Linked DNA regions of Anas platyrhynchos: region 1 is linked to region 2. Evidence: chromatin contacts called from public Hi-C data. All regions are on one chromosome and are shown on one strand. Each heading gives the region's core, a stretch centred on a gene start, on an enhancer-like site or on the middle of the called end of the contact. The rest is flanking DNA. Distances are from core to core; before and after follow the strand shown. Region 1 has its middle 32 kb from the start of TMEM74. Region 2 holds the start of NUDCD1 (NudC domain containing 1).

Region 1 (7,384 bases), core at 4,188-6,687, 130 kb after region 2:
CCAGGGCAAGCAGAAGTTGACCAGCTCCTCCTCCATGACTGGTTTCCAAAAAAGTGAAGGATCTGGGGAGGACAAGCAGCCTTCTCTTGGTGAAGACAGCCTTTAGGTTTATTCCAAATCTGCAGTCATATCTGACAGGTTTGCCTTGACCAGTGCTTCTTATTCTGCAGATTTTGTTCTCTTCTTCTTGAAACAAAACTTTGCCTCCTTCACCTCCACAGACTGAGAAGAGAGAGGTCTTTTCCAGCTCCCAAGTGGCTACTCAGCATCCCTGCAAGCAAGGCTGGGAAAGACAGCATGACATCATCTTTTTCTTGAGGGTAAGGAGCAAAAAGAAATGATGGAAAACTCCAACAACCAGAAGAAAAGGGGTAGCAAGACATAGAAGTGGGATGTACTGAACGGCAAAGTACAGCAAATGCCCCAGACTGGCATAGCTGCTTCATGGCACACAGGTCCTAGGTCTCTATAGCATGTGTTCAGTGCTCCTCATGAACTGGAAAACGTCCTGGAGCCTCTTACTGGTGAGGAGTTCAGAAGGTTATTTCATTTGACTGCAGAAGGAACAGAGAATGATGTTTTCACCGTGCTTCCGTGCACCACCTGAGGTGCCAGTGGAGAGGAAGAGCTGTCCTCTGAGCTGCAGGGACCTCAGACTGGGAGGGATGTTCCTCCTCTGCTCCATGGAGCAAAGCAGAGCAGGACACAAAGCTGAATGTGCAAGATGTAGGGAATTGGGAATCCACGTGGAGCTGGTATCTTTACAAATCACTAGCACAGGCACACATTATTCTCACTGCCTCTCAACTTCCCAATGGTGAAAAAAAAATACAAAAATCAAAATGTATCAAAATAGAATAAGTTTCATCAATGCATTTATTAATATGTAAAATACAGATGAAAAACAGAATTTATGGAAATTGCACTAAGTTTTGTTAAGGTATTTATTTTTAATAGGAAAAATTCAGAGTAGAGAATGCTTCTTTCTGTCTTTCCGGAATTTCCACTGATCAACTCCAGTTTTGTACAAGACCCTCCTGGGCCCTCAGTTTATTTGGCACTGCTGTTGGTTTTGCTTCCTTGACTCATCCCTTACATTTTTGGAGACTTGGAGCAGATATGTTTGCTTATATAATTCACCCAAACTTGGAGGCACAGAAGGTCATCCACTCTTATGTAAGGGTGTAGTACAGAAGGTTTCAAGTATATGAGGAAAGCAAGGAAAGCTATTACAAAACCTTAACTGTTCTGTACAGGAGAGCAAAACACTGTGTCATGAATTCATAATTATTACATTAATGGACTACACAAATCAATATATCTAGCTAGCGATAGCTGAAAGCATCATTTGACCTAGCACTCATATTTCCACAGGAATGCAAAACACTGTAAAATAGTCTCACACCCTGTTCACTGCATGTGATGTGTGGAGCCCCTGGAGGCAAGCAAAGGGCACAGAGGATCAAGAAGGTGATGAGCAGCTGAGCCAGCCTGGGTCCTGGGCTCCCATTACAGCTGCAGAACAGAAGTAACCACTTGCCCAAAGAGCCACCTCCACAAGGCAGTTTAATGAGGCTCTTACTCATCATTCTCCCAAGCTTAGAGGCTAGAAAAGGTGTATACAGGTGCATCATAGGTCAGAAGCATGCCATTATGGTTTCAAGTCCCCATGAAAAACAGGGCTCTTTGCCCTTCCAGTTCGGATTACTCTTTCAGTAAGCTCAGCCTCCAGCCATCAACACTGACAATTACACTTTGGAGAACATATAATGGAAAAACCACTAATATGTTGGGCAGCTTTGCATCTGGAGGAAAATATAATATTGCTTCTTGTTTTTTAACACAGCTATGCTGTTCTTAAAAGTGTAACAACTGATTACTCTTAATTTATTAAATATGTAAGGCTGCTAGGCGTTAAAATTGTTCTGCCCTTTTCAAAGTGCACCTGTAGTGTTTGAAGTAATGTTCTCCTCTACGGGTGAAGTAAGAGGTTAATCAAGTGCAACATGAGGAGACATTGCCTTTTATTTCTTTAAATGTGAAAGCCATTGATTTCAACACATTGTGTGAAGTGTAGGAGAGATAAATAGAAGAGAACCAAATTTATCACGCGTGACACGAGAAATATTTAACAACATCTTACATGTGCAGGAAAATACAAAATTCAGTAACCTTGTTGCCTTGATGCAGAAACTGAATTAAATAATTTGAGACAAAATGGGGCAATAGCAGGTGTTGATGCAGGCTGGAGGTGTGCACCATACAAGGTGCACACTTGTCACCTAAGGATGCAATACATCACCCACATGTTGGACTTGAACCACCCTGTGAAAACATACACGCTCACATTTTCCAGGTAAGCCAACTCCTGAGCAAAGCCTTTGTTCAAACAACACTTAGAAGGCATTGCAAAGGGCAACCAAAAGCAAAGAAAGTGAACAAAGACAACTTTTGATCATTTGACAGCACATTTGGTCTGACTAAGCGATCTGGCCAGCCTGCTTGCAGCCTGGGGAAAAAAGTCCTTGCTAGAGAGAAAGACACATCATATTTGCAGAACTTCAACGTGATCAAAAAATTCCCCTGTTCCTTCCCCTATTTTTTTATTTTTTTATTTTTTTTTAAATCAGCAGATGATGAAAGCCTCTACTCCTTTTCAATGATCTCTGAGTGGGATGCTGCAGGACTTGCCAAAACTCACCTGCCTGATGTGCACCCAGCTCACTGGGGGCACCTGGGCGTTAGGTATTGGAGTCAAAGGCAACAGGAAAAAAGTCACGATCAACACACCCTCAATTAACCTGACTTATTGCTGGTTTATTTATTTATGTTTACTGCCTGTCCTTCCTGGGAGGAAATACAAACAAACAAAACACAAGCAGAACAGTAAATGTTTTTAATTTGTTCATGAAACACTGTATCTAGCAGACCAAACTGCTCTAATCAGAGGCTCTGCTGTCTCTAGCATCCTGCATATTTTGTTTATTTGAGTTGCCAACTGCTGCAGCGGTCCTTCATTTCCATGTTTTTCAGAGACGTGAGGTAACACATATCCCTCATGTTTCACATTTCAGGAAAGGGTATCACAATGTTTATCTACATGATTAGACCAAAGAGAAAAGAGATATCAGAGGGAAGAGTCCCATCTATTGGCCAGAAAAGAAAATGAAAACCAGACCAAATATTTTCTGAATCTTAAGAATATCCTATCAACTATGAAAAATCATAAGCAAAGAAAAATTACCAGGAATAAGTAATAACTTGTATGTGAATAAAGGATATTAACAAAGATAGAAAATGAATCATTATTTAAGAGAGGAAATAAAAAGAAGAAATCTGTTTTTTGGTAGAACTAGCAAGTGAAGAATTAGTAATTTCTTGGAGAGCAGGATGTATTGAAGACATTTTTCCTGAAACTATAATTACAAAATAAGTATGTTGACACAGAAAACATACACTACCTTTTTGAAAAAAAAAAAAGAAAAAAAAAAAAAGCTGCTAAAAACAATCTGAGTGAACTGCTCAGCAATGCTCTGATTTGGACTAAACCACCAGTGGCTCATACTAGCCAGCTAAAAGGTACAGCAGGCAAAGAAAATATGGATTTTCTTTGGTTTTGTTTTGTTTATCCTGCTCTAGTCAGTGGAGAGCAGACCATGCTCGGAAGAAGACCAGCCTGGCTGAACAGAGAATTGTGGCTTGACCTTAGGAGAAAAAAGAGGGTTTCTAATCTTTGGAAAAGAGGGTGGGTCACTTGGGAGGACTATAAGGATGTTGGGGGCAGTACAGGGAAAAAAATAGAAAGGCCAAAGCTCATCTGGAACTCAATCTGGCTACTGCCTTTAAAGACAACAAAAAATGTTTTTACAAATACATCAACGCAAAACGGAGGACAAAGGAGAATCTCCATCCTTTACTGGATGTAGGAGGTCCCAATCAACTGGCGGCTAGCAAACATGACGTCCATCTACAAGAAGGGCCAGAGGGCAGACCCGGGGAACTACAGGCCTGTCAGTTTGACCTCAGTGCCAGGGAAACTCATGGAGCAGATTATCTTGAGAGTCATCATGTGGCACTTACAGGGCAACCAGATGATCAGGCCCAGTCAGCATGGGTTTATGAAAGGCAGGTCCTGCTTGACGAACCTGATCTCTTTCTATGATGAAGTAATGCACTTGGTGGACAAGCGAAAGGCTGTGGATGTGGTCTGCCTTGACTTCAGCAAGGCTTTTGACACCGTTTCCCACAACATTCTCCTCAAGAAACTGTCTGCTCGTGGCTTAGACTGGTGTACGCTTCATTGGGTTAAAAACTGGCTGGATAGCAGGGCCCAAAGAGTCGTGGTGAATGGAGTCAAGTCCAGTTGGAGGCCAGTCACTAATGGTGTTCCCCAGGGCTCGGTACTGGGGCGAGTCCTCTTTAATATCTTCATCGATGATCTGGACGAGGGCATTGAGTGCACCCTCAGTAAGTTCGCAGATGACACCAAATTAGGTGCATGTGTCGATCTGCTCAAGGGTAGGAAGGCTCTGCAGGAGGATCTGGATAGGCTTCACCGATGGGCTGAGGTCAACTGCATGAGGTTCAACAAGGCCAAGTGCCGGGTCCTGCACCTGGGGCGCAATAACCCCAAGCAGAGCTACAGGCTGGGAGATGAGTGGTTGGAAAGCTGCCTAGCGGACAAAGACCTGGGAGTGATGGTTGATAGTGGGCTGAATATGAGCCAGCAGTGTGCTCAGGTGGCCAAGAAGGCCAACAGCATCCTGGCTTGTATAAGAAGCAGTGTGGCCAGCAGGGCTAGGGAAGTGATCGTCCCCCTGGCTCTGGTGAGGCTGCACCTCGAGTCCTGTGTTCAGTTTTGGGCCCCTCGCTACAAGAAGGACATCGAGGTGCTTGAGCGGGTTCAGAGAAGGGCAACGAAGCTGGTGAGGGGCCTGGAGAACAAGTCTAATGAGCTGGGTTTGTTTTTTTCTGGCCTGCAGAAAAGGAGGCTCAAGGGCTCTTTATAAGTACATTAAAAGAGTCTGTAAAGAGGTGGGGGTTGGCCTGTTCTCCCATGTGCCTGGTGACAGGACGAGGGGGAATGGGCTTAAGTTGCACCAGGGGTGTTTTAGGTTGGATATTAGGAAGAACTTCTTTACTGAGAGGGTCGTTAGACATTGGAATGGGCTGCCCAGGGAAATGGAGTCACCATCCCTGGAGGTCTTTAAAAGACGTTTAGATGTAGAGCTTAGGGATATGGTTTAGTGGGGACTGTTAGTGTTAGGTCAGAGGTTGGACTCGATGATCTTGAGGTCTCTTCCAACCCAGACAATTCTGTGATTCTATGATATGCACAGGTTCCTAGTGCTGCTTAGGACCTCCTGGGGTACCCAACTGCTACTTCAGAGGAGCACAGGGCTTTCTGTAGGTCCTGCATCAACACCCTGCCTGCCCCGTGCTGAGGGCTTTGGCATTCCAGGGCATCAGCTGGCAGCAGACATCAATGCCTGGGCAATGGGAGCAGCTGTGGCGCACAGGCAGACACTTACATCCGGAGATCTGGAGTTGCAGTCTCCAGTCTGGAGCTGACTCTACCCTAAATAATCCTTCAGGAAAGAGGGAAGAGCAGGACTGAGTTGCCCTAGTCCCAGCTCTGTAGATAGTAGAGGTGCAGAGTTTCTCTTTGGGTAAAGTCCTGCAGTGGCTCTACTCAAATCCAGAATACTTCTGTTAGCTTCACAAGCATGAGTTAAATTTAGATCACAGTGTCTATTCAGGGCTGGAAGAGAACAATATCTATGGTAACCTGGGATCTGAACTCCTGAAATGTAGGTTTCTCTAATTGTGTACTAAAAGCTGTTGCAAGGGCAGGGATGCTTATCTATGGGGGCTTCAGGACTGACAAACTGGAGTTGTATTCTGGCTGCTGCTGCTACCATCATGCAGGGAGAGAGGCTGTGGGCCAGTGGCAGTGATAGCCAAGTCTGGTGAGGTTATGGGGTCAATGGGGGCCCTACCTGTACTGGAGTAATGGATGAGGGTGCTTAAGTGCTAATGTACATCACTTCAACTTGGTGTATACCATTGGGATATCATGTTTTAATAACCCCAGCAGTACTGCTCAGCTCTGACTGTTCATAGTTGCTGAGAAACCGCAGTGAGTTCCGCCTAGCTCTGCTCCTCCTGTGTACCACTGGTTGGCAGGACCTTTCTCATCCAGAGATGTCAATGGTTAGACTGAAAAACAATGGATTTTCTTTTTGAATCTAATTCTTCATTTATATTGATTCAGAATAATAATTGATGAGTTCAATCATTTTCAACATCTCCTTTGCATATCAAAGTCAAGAAGCAAAAGCTGAGGTGTTAATAGAAGACCATCTTTGTTACCATTTCATTGATTATGCATTCATCTGAGATTGTTTCTACAGCAAATGCTCTTTCTACAGAAACAGTCATTTTTAACTCATTGTTTTCCTTAAGGTTTAATTCAGGAAATTTTGTTTACAGCAGAGACACAGTCTGTTGTGTATGAGATCTTGCACCACCTCATCACTCTAACACCCCAGTTACCACCAGCACTACCAGTGAGTGGCTTTCAATAGCTTGTTATGTGACACAAGTAAAATCTATTAATCCAGATGAAACTTACCTCACAGAGAAATTTTTGTTTTCCATGTAAATACCTTGATATGGGAGTGAGGAAAACTCTTTTGTTTCAGCAGGCTGATGCTGGGTTTAGATTAGAGCACGAATTCCCAGGGTGGGCCATGCTGGACACCTCACCATCACCATCACTGCGGGTGACAACAGCTTCCAGACTCTGGGACAAAACCAGACAAGGCACTTGAAAGCTGTTGCTCACCCCTCAGTCCCTTAGTATGCATGTACATGATGTTTCATGCTCCTGGCAAAAGTCCTTCCTCTGCCTCAGACTGGGTCTCCAGAAAGTTCTCTATGTAAAAACATGCTGGATCGGTCTGAAGCCAAAAACTGACATCTAGCAAAAAGCACAAGAACAGGACATATACATGTTATGTCTTAGGGCTCCAGCTCATGAATTTCATAAGTCATGTGGTTCCTGTGCATTTAGGAAATCTCAATGGATTTCTCTTCCATGTAGCTGTCAAATCACCCCATCTAAACTTTTAGCATCTGAAACAGTATGTTACAAATGGTGCATGTAAACCTCTACCTTCAGGGGGCTATAAGAGCCAAGCTGAAAACTCTCCTACCTTTCCTGAAACCTAGTATTCAGTGGAGTGGGTTTAAGTGGTTGGATATCTTCAAAGTACAAGACCTGTATTCTGCAGTAGTTTTGATAATTCTACTAAAAAAGCCAGAGTGAAGGAATAGGTGCTTAATCTTGAGAAAATTTAATTGTTGTATGTCTTGTTTTGTT
Region 2 (6,833 bases), core at 1,001-3,500:
GGAGTTGGTTCAGAAGCTAACTCAATCTTTCTTAAGGTAGCATTGATGCTGCAGCCACAGAAAAGATGTAGAATCACGTGAACTACCTGAGACTACTCTGTTGCAAATGTATGCCAACATTCAAAGCTGGAATATTTAGTTTAAACAAGACTTTCAACATAAAGCCGTCTCCCATCCTTTCTGAAACAAGAATTTGGTGCTACTTTTGTCTTCAGCTGTCTCCCCAGTTATGCTTTACTTTGTTTTGGGTGAAGAATAAGGGAAAGGAATCTTACATCTTGTAGTAGCATAGTAAGAATTAAAGAAATCTCCACGTATATAATGCAATTGCAGAAGTTTTTATTTATTTATTTATTTTAAAATTTATTTGAAAAGTGTTTTGGTGTTTCAAATTCAAATTGGAACTGAGAAACCTTACCAATTAAACAACAGAAATCTACTTTGTTATATATAAGGAATCTTTTCTACTTAATTTTAATCAATTAAACTAAAACAAACACTGTATTGCTTCCTAAGTGTGACTAGAAACTATGTGAGTAAGAAACAATGATACATTTACTATGTGTATTGAAAGAGAATACTGAAGGGAAACTAAACTAAAAAGTTATTACTGAAAAACAGAAGAAGAGAAAATTAAAGCAGTATCTTCACCTTTTATTTCATCAACTAGATGAAATAAGCTGACTTATCTTGTACCACCCTGAACTACCTTAGCAAAATTCTTTTTTTCTGAGTAACTGGACTGCAGCAAGAAGCTGAACTTGGTAGTTCTAATCCTTTTTACTCCATTAATTGTATAGAGGGAAGACAAACTGCTAAGAAAAAGCAAAACAACAATGTACGTCAAATTCACTACTACTGGGTATTTCTTAAAGTCAAGAAATCTGAGTGCTTGGTCTCCTGTCAAATTTGTTGACAATACAACTTTTGACATTCTGTCAAAACTCTGATTACTCTATCCCTAGAATAAAATTGGTCCCAGCACCATATCAAGAAAGGGGCTGGTCACAGCTAGGTGGGAAGGAGAGCACAGGCACCTTGTCAGTCTGCATGAAGTTACGGTAGGTACCTGGCTGTGTAATGACCTAGGAAGAAGGCTCCTTATACAGGCCTAGACAATGAAGAAAACTGAGCTTTTTGGGTATGGTTACACCTACACTGAAGTGAGGCGTGGAACATTAAAAGCATGCTGATGTTGCATGAATATAATGGAAACAAAACAGTGAAAAGACAACAAAAGGCTGAAAACCAGCTGCCACAATACACCACGTAGTTTACTTGTTGGCCTTTATTGGGCTCTCTACCATGACTTCTATGGGTGCTGTTTTATTCTACTATATATTTCTTTCCCCGGCAAAAGAACACATAGGAACACAGAAGAAAACTTCAAAAGCAGAAAAGCAAGGGTTGCCTCATATCATGAAATAATAAGATTTAACTGCAAAAACTTGTATTTTAACAAGTTGTGCGTAAGCCAGGAGCTCCCCAACACAACCTGCCAGACAAAGAAGCTTTGGAGTTCTCAGGCCAACCACCCCATCCTTTATTCAAAGGGTAAAATCAGAGAAGCGTTCAGATGATAATATTTTTATTCAGCCATTTAAAATTTCGGTGTTTTCGTGGTGTTCTGACCAAGGCACCGCTCCCGTCTGGCGGCAGCGCCCAACGCCCACTGCCCACTTACCGCTCCCGCTCCCCCGTTTCGATCAGCTTCTGGTTAATGGTGGCTCTCATCTGGGCGTCCTTATTCATGGTGCAAAGCTGACCTAGGCGGGGAAGCAGAAAATTACGAGGCTACCGACACCGACGGGGCTGCGAGAACGCAACGGGGGGGACACGGGCGGGGGCTGCCCAGAGGAGCCGTGGCTGCCCCATCCCTGAGGTGCCCCTCATGGATGGGGCTGCGGGCACCCTGGGCGGGCAGGAGGTGTCCCTGCCCACAGCAGGGCTGGAGTCAGGGCTCGGGTCCCTTCCCCCCAGGCCATTTTGGGGCTCCACGCCCGCCCCCTGCCACCGCTCACCCGCAGCCCCCCCCCCCCTCAGCGCCCCGGCCGCCTCAGCCCCTACCCCGCCCCCCCCACAGCCGGACCGAACCGAGCGGGCCGGGCGCTCACCACCCGCTCCCTCCTCGCAGGGCCCGCTGGGAAATGTAGTTAGCGCGGCCACGTCGAGCTGGGCGCCCACAGCTCCCGGCGTGCTCCAGGGCTGAGGGCTCCTCCCGGCAGCAGCCTTCGGGGCGGAACTACAACTCCCAGCGTGCCCCGCGGCGGCGGCGCTGCTGGCGGGCGGTGCTGAGGGGCCCCGCGCAGCCCCGACATGGCGGCCGCCACCAGCTGCTCGCTGCGCGCCAAGCGGCTGCTGCTGGAGCCCCGCTTCGAGGGCTACAAGCTGTCCCTGGAGCCGCTGGCCTGCTACCGCCTCGGGCTGGCCGACGGTGAGCGGCGGCGCTGCAGGCGGGCGGCCACTGCCCTCCTCTGGCCTGCCCGGCCCTCCCCTCCGCGCTCTGACAGGGCCGCGGCATGGCGGCGGGACCCGTCCCGCTCGCTTGGCGGACACGGAGCCGCCCGGACCCGCTGGGGGCTGTGGGGAAGGCCGGGGCTGGGGGTGGGTCGGAGGGATCTGGGGTGTTGTGGCTCAAGAAGGACGGGGAGGTGCTGGAGAGCCCAGCGCAGAGCCACGGGGGGGGATGAAGGGAGTGGAGCATCTCCCTTATGAGGAGAGTCTGAGGGAGCTGGGTCTGTTCAGCCTGGGGAAGAAGAGACCGAGGGGAGGCCTTATTAACGTTTATAACGCGTGGAGGGTGAGCGTTAGGAGAGCAGAGCCTGGCTCTTCTCAGTGACATCCAATGATAGGACAAGGGGCAATGGGTGCACGCTGGACCATAGGAGGTTCCACTTAAATGTGAGAAGAAACTTCTCACAGTGAGGGTGACAGAGCACTGGAGCAGGCTGCGCAGGGGGGCTGTGGAGTCTCTTTCTCTGGAGACATTCAAAACCCCCCTGCACGCGTTCTTGTGTGAGCTGATCTACATGCTCCTGCTGCAGCAGGGGGATTGGACTAGGTGATCTTTTGAGGTCTCTTCCAACCCCTAACATTCTGTGATTCAGTTAGTGTAGTCTTACACAGTTTTCTGCAAACTGCCATTTTTCTTTGCTTGTTGTTCACAGGTGGATGGTCAGGCTCTTCACTCCATGCTCTGTTTCTTCTACTAAGCAATATCAGCATTTAAGGAGCTGCTCTGCCAGTGGGTCAATTATCTCAGTCCTCAATTTGCTGAGCCATATGGGGTATGGGCCCACATACATACCCATGCTCCCCTGAAATTGCTCAGCATTCTAGCTTTATTGATGGGTGAAATCTGAGTCTGTTGTAAGGTACATGAAGTATCTACTTTTCTTCTTTTTCTTTCCTTTCTTTTTTGTAAAGACCAGACAGTAATGTACTATTTGGGCAAGCTGACCTTGTCTATACATGTACCAGGCAATACACCAGTCTTCCGAGTTATCCATTAAGAATTGCTTTTACCTTTGTGTTAAGTACTTTATTTTAATACCGGGGCAAAAGATGTGTTGTGTGTGAATTGTGTATCAAAGGATGAGTGAATGAAAGTTAGACAGTACTATATGTAGACCTATGATAGGACTGAAAAACCTAATGACAGTGCCATTTTTGTTATGTAGTTTAACATTTCCACTCTAAGACTTTACTCTAAGGTGTAGGTGCTGCCTTTTAAAATACCATTCAAATGTAAAATTGTGTGTGTTAGGAGCATCTTACAGCTCTGTCAGAAGTAGCAACAACTCATGTAGTATAAGTACAGCTTCTTAGTTCTGTGTCTTGGTTTTGAGATTAAAGTTTTGCAAAGCTGGTTTTTAAGATATTTTTGGACTGTCTTGCTAAAATATGAATGTTCTTTTTGAACAAGTGAGGTGTTTCATGTAGAAATTAAGTTGTCCATTTTAATTATATACATATATATAGAATCATAGAATCATAGAATATCCTGAGTTGGAAGGGACCCTTAAGGATCATCAAGTCCAACTCTTGACACCGCACAGGTCTACCCAAAAGTTCAGACCATGTGACTAAGTGCACAGTCCAATCTCTTCTTAAATTCAGTCAGGCTCGGTGCAGTGACCACTTCCCTGGGGAGCCTGTTCCAGTGTGCAACCACCCTCTCTGTGAAGAACCCCCTCCTGATGTCAAGCCTAAATTTCCCCTGCCTCAGCTTAACCCCGTTCCCGTGGGTCCTGTCACTGGTGTTAATGGAAAAAAGGTCTCCTGCCTCTCAACACCCCCTTACGAGGATATATAGTTTTATCCTTACTATGATGTTCTGTATGTAAAATGTCAAACAAGCTGTGTGGTTCTCAGATAAGTTTACTGCATACCTATTCTAAACAGATGAGGATTACAGAATTTGATTATTTAACTGATGAGAGATCCTAATGGATCTCTCCATTGAGATGTTTTCCATAACAGTTGCAGTAACCTGTGTGATAGAAGTCGATGTGTTCTTTTCTTTATCTGCTTCCCACAGCACAAGGACCCTGACTTATTTTCAGTCCAACTTATGTGGCTGTCCTACTAAATCATTAATACTAAATTGCTGTCATTAATCATTAATACTGCATTCTGGTGTGTTTGTGTGTGTATACAGCTATCAGTCTACTGGAGAATAGAAACCCATTTTCTTTTTTTGTTTTTTTTCTTTTCCACCTTTTAATTAGTAATCTGAAATCTAAACCAATCTAGGCTCTATATGCGTCTTCTAGATGTTCTGTTTGTCTCTTTCAGCCTGTCGTTGGGCCATGCAGCTGGCTCTTTCTCCCTTTTTTTTTTTTTTTTCTGCTTACTTCAAGGCAGTTTCCTTATACTACAGAGATGGTCTGTACCTGGACTCTGTATTTCCTGCTCTCTGTGGTCTCCATTTGTGTTATACTGAGGGCATCTTCCCACAGCTGGGCTTGCATGTTGGGCAGAAGTAATGGGGTGAGTTGTAAAGACCAGGTATGGCCTGTAGGCCCTGGCTTTTTCGAATCACTTCACGAATCAATTAACACGCAAATTGACATTATATGACAGGGACAGGAAGTTTGCTTTTATTTCCTTGAATTGGGAGTGAATAATAAAATATAATAGCTGAAGAAAATGTCAAATAAATAAGAATGCTGTCAGCATGACTAATTTGTGATTTTATTTACAATTGTGCGCAGAGATGTGATGGCAGAATCTGGAAGATTAATGGAAAATGGATGCTGAATTTTGTCTTTGTTTTCCAGGAAAGTGCTTCAGCTTGCCTCAAATGACCAGGGATTTGGACTACTGCCTCTGTGGCATCCCAAATTTCATGGCAGTGAGATGAGCATGTAGGTTTTGGAGCTAGTTGGAATATGTGACAATAAGTAGGTCTTGTTCTTAAGCAGAACTGAATTACCCTTTCTGTAGCTGACCTATGTGCAGTCTTATGACAAACTTGAGCATTAACCATTACCTTCTTTGCTCATTAAAAGAAGTATTTTTTTATTTCTTTGCTCATAAAAAGAATGTCACATTTGCTGTTTTTAAGTTGATCCGTCTTATGAATTTAACTGCCACCTTTACAATCAAATGAGAAAAAAAATTGTTGCATGGAGTCAATGCAGATTTGTACTCGTGGAGCAGGTGGCCAGCAGCGTGTGGTGTTGCTGGGCACCTTATAGTGTTGTGCTCGTGGCTATGGCAATTTTCAGTATCTGACCAGCATGTCAAACTGAGTTGCAGGTAGACTAGCAGTGAATACTGTCAGGCTCTGGTTGCCATGAATTTGCTGGTCAGATGTGCAGCTGAAGCTGAAAGAAATGTAAAACCTTGGTTTATTCATTGGATCTAATGGGAAAGCGAAATTTATTTGTGAATTTCTTAAATATATGCTCACAGTGGAAAAGAATGGTGAAATTCCGTTACAAGACATTTCCTTTTAAATACTTTGATGAGTGTGTTCTTCGTCTTTCTTACTGACCACCCCTTCTGTCTAGTTCATCTCAACTTTCACTGCCTGTTGTCTTTTCTCACCTCACCCTGGTAATATGTTTCAGCTAGGAATGAGTCACACAGTGGTATGCCTTTAATGCCCAACTCTTCATCCTAAATTTTGTGTATTTTTCTCCTTGTTCTCCCTAGTTTGTGTCCATAACTTTTATTCAGGTGTTACCCTTGCACTGAATTTTGTAATGGCCTTTTGCATTCTTGAACAATGGTGTTAATAAGGTACTGCCCTGGTCGCAGTCTGCTTAGACTAGAAGTTCTGTGCTTTTCAGTGAAAAGTAGTTCCCCATTCACTGAATTTCACTGGAAAGTACCTGCCCCTTAGCAATGCTACAAGGCAAGATGCACTTGTGTCTTATGGAGCCAAGGAAACTAACGGTTTCAAACTTCTATAGAGATTTCCTTTTGTAGTATACTAGAAAACTGAAAAATTGCGTGTAGAAAAAAGAGCAAGTCACGTTTGGGAAGTATTAAGAAAGTGCGAGGCATGGCTTCCCCAGGCTTTTTACAACTGTAGATCTAGGTTTAGATCTCAGGGACCTGTGACTGTTCCTATGTTTTACTTTACTTTGTTGAGAAAGAAAAAGATAACGTACAGGTGAGTTCTGCTGTAGAACTGCTGTTAATGGAAATGGTCCTTACAACTGGCACGAGTCAGCTTATAAATGAAGGTTTTGCCAAAGTGACACTTTGACAAGTGCCTTGCTAGTTTTTGCAGGTTCTTCAGTTTTTATGTTCATTTGAGTGTGCGGTAGAGCACATACATTCCATACCTGTGCAAGTAATTTGATCTGATGAAAATACCT

The links. Hi-C and Micro-C count contacts between places; a contact is called where the count stands out from the background.
Region 1: a Hi-C map of liver shows a contact between it and region 2, with 3 times the contacts expected there. The contact joins the enhancer-like site here to the promoter of NUDCD1 in region 2. A contact is called at or near these places in 3 of 8 Hi-C or Micro-C datasets (liver, skeletal muscle and subcutaneous adipose tissue).

Annotation. Positions count from the first base shown.
Region 1 is chr2:18,417,029-18,424,412 of IASCAAS_PekinDuck_T2T, forward strand. No RefSeq gene overlaps it. Among named protein-coding and RNA genes, the nearest start is that of TMEM74, 32 kb to the right of the region's middle. Within about 2 kb of position 5,438, at least 1 of the 8 cell types and tissues checked has an H3K27ac peak or open chromatin away from gene starts, as enhancers often do.
Region 2 is chr2:18,286,878-18,293,710 of IASCAAS_PekinDuck_T2T, forward strand. NUDCD1 (NudC domain containing 1) reads left to right here and starts at 2,251. Exons shown (of 10, transcript XM_038174574.2): 1 at 2,251-2,434. The coding sequence starts at 2,317. ENY2 (ENY2 transcription and export complex 2 subunit) reads right to left here and starts at 2,243. Exons shown (of 5, transcript XM_027452611.3): 1 at 2,115-2,243; 2 at 1,685-1,766. The coding sequence starts at 1,752.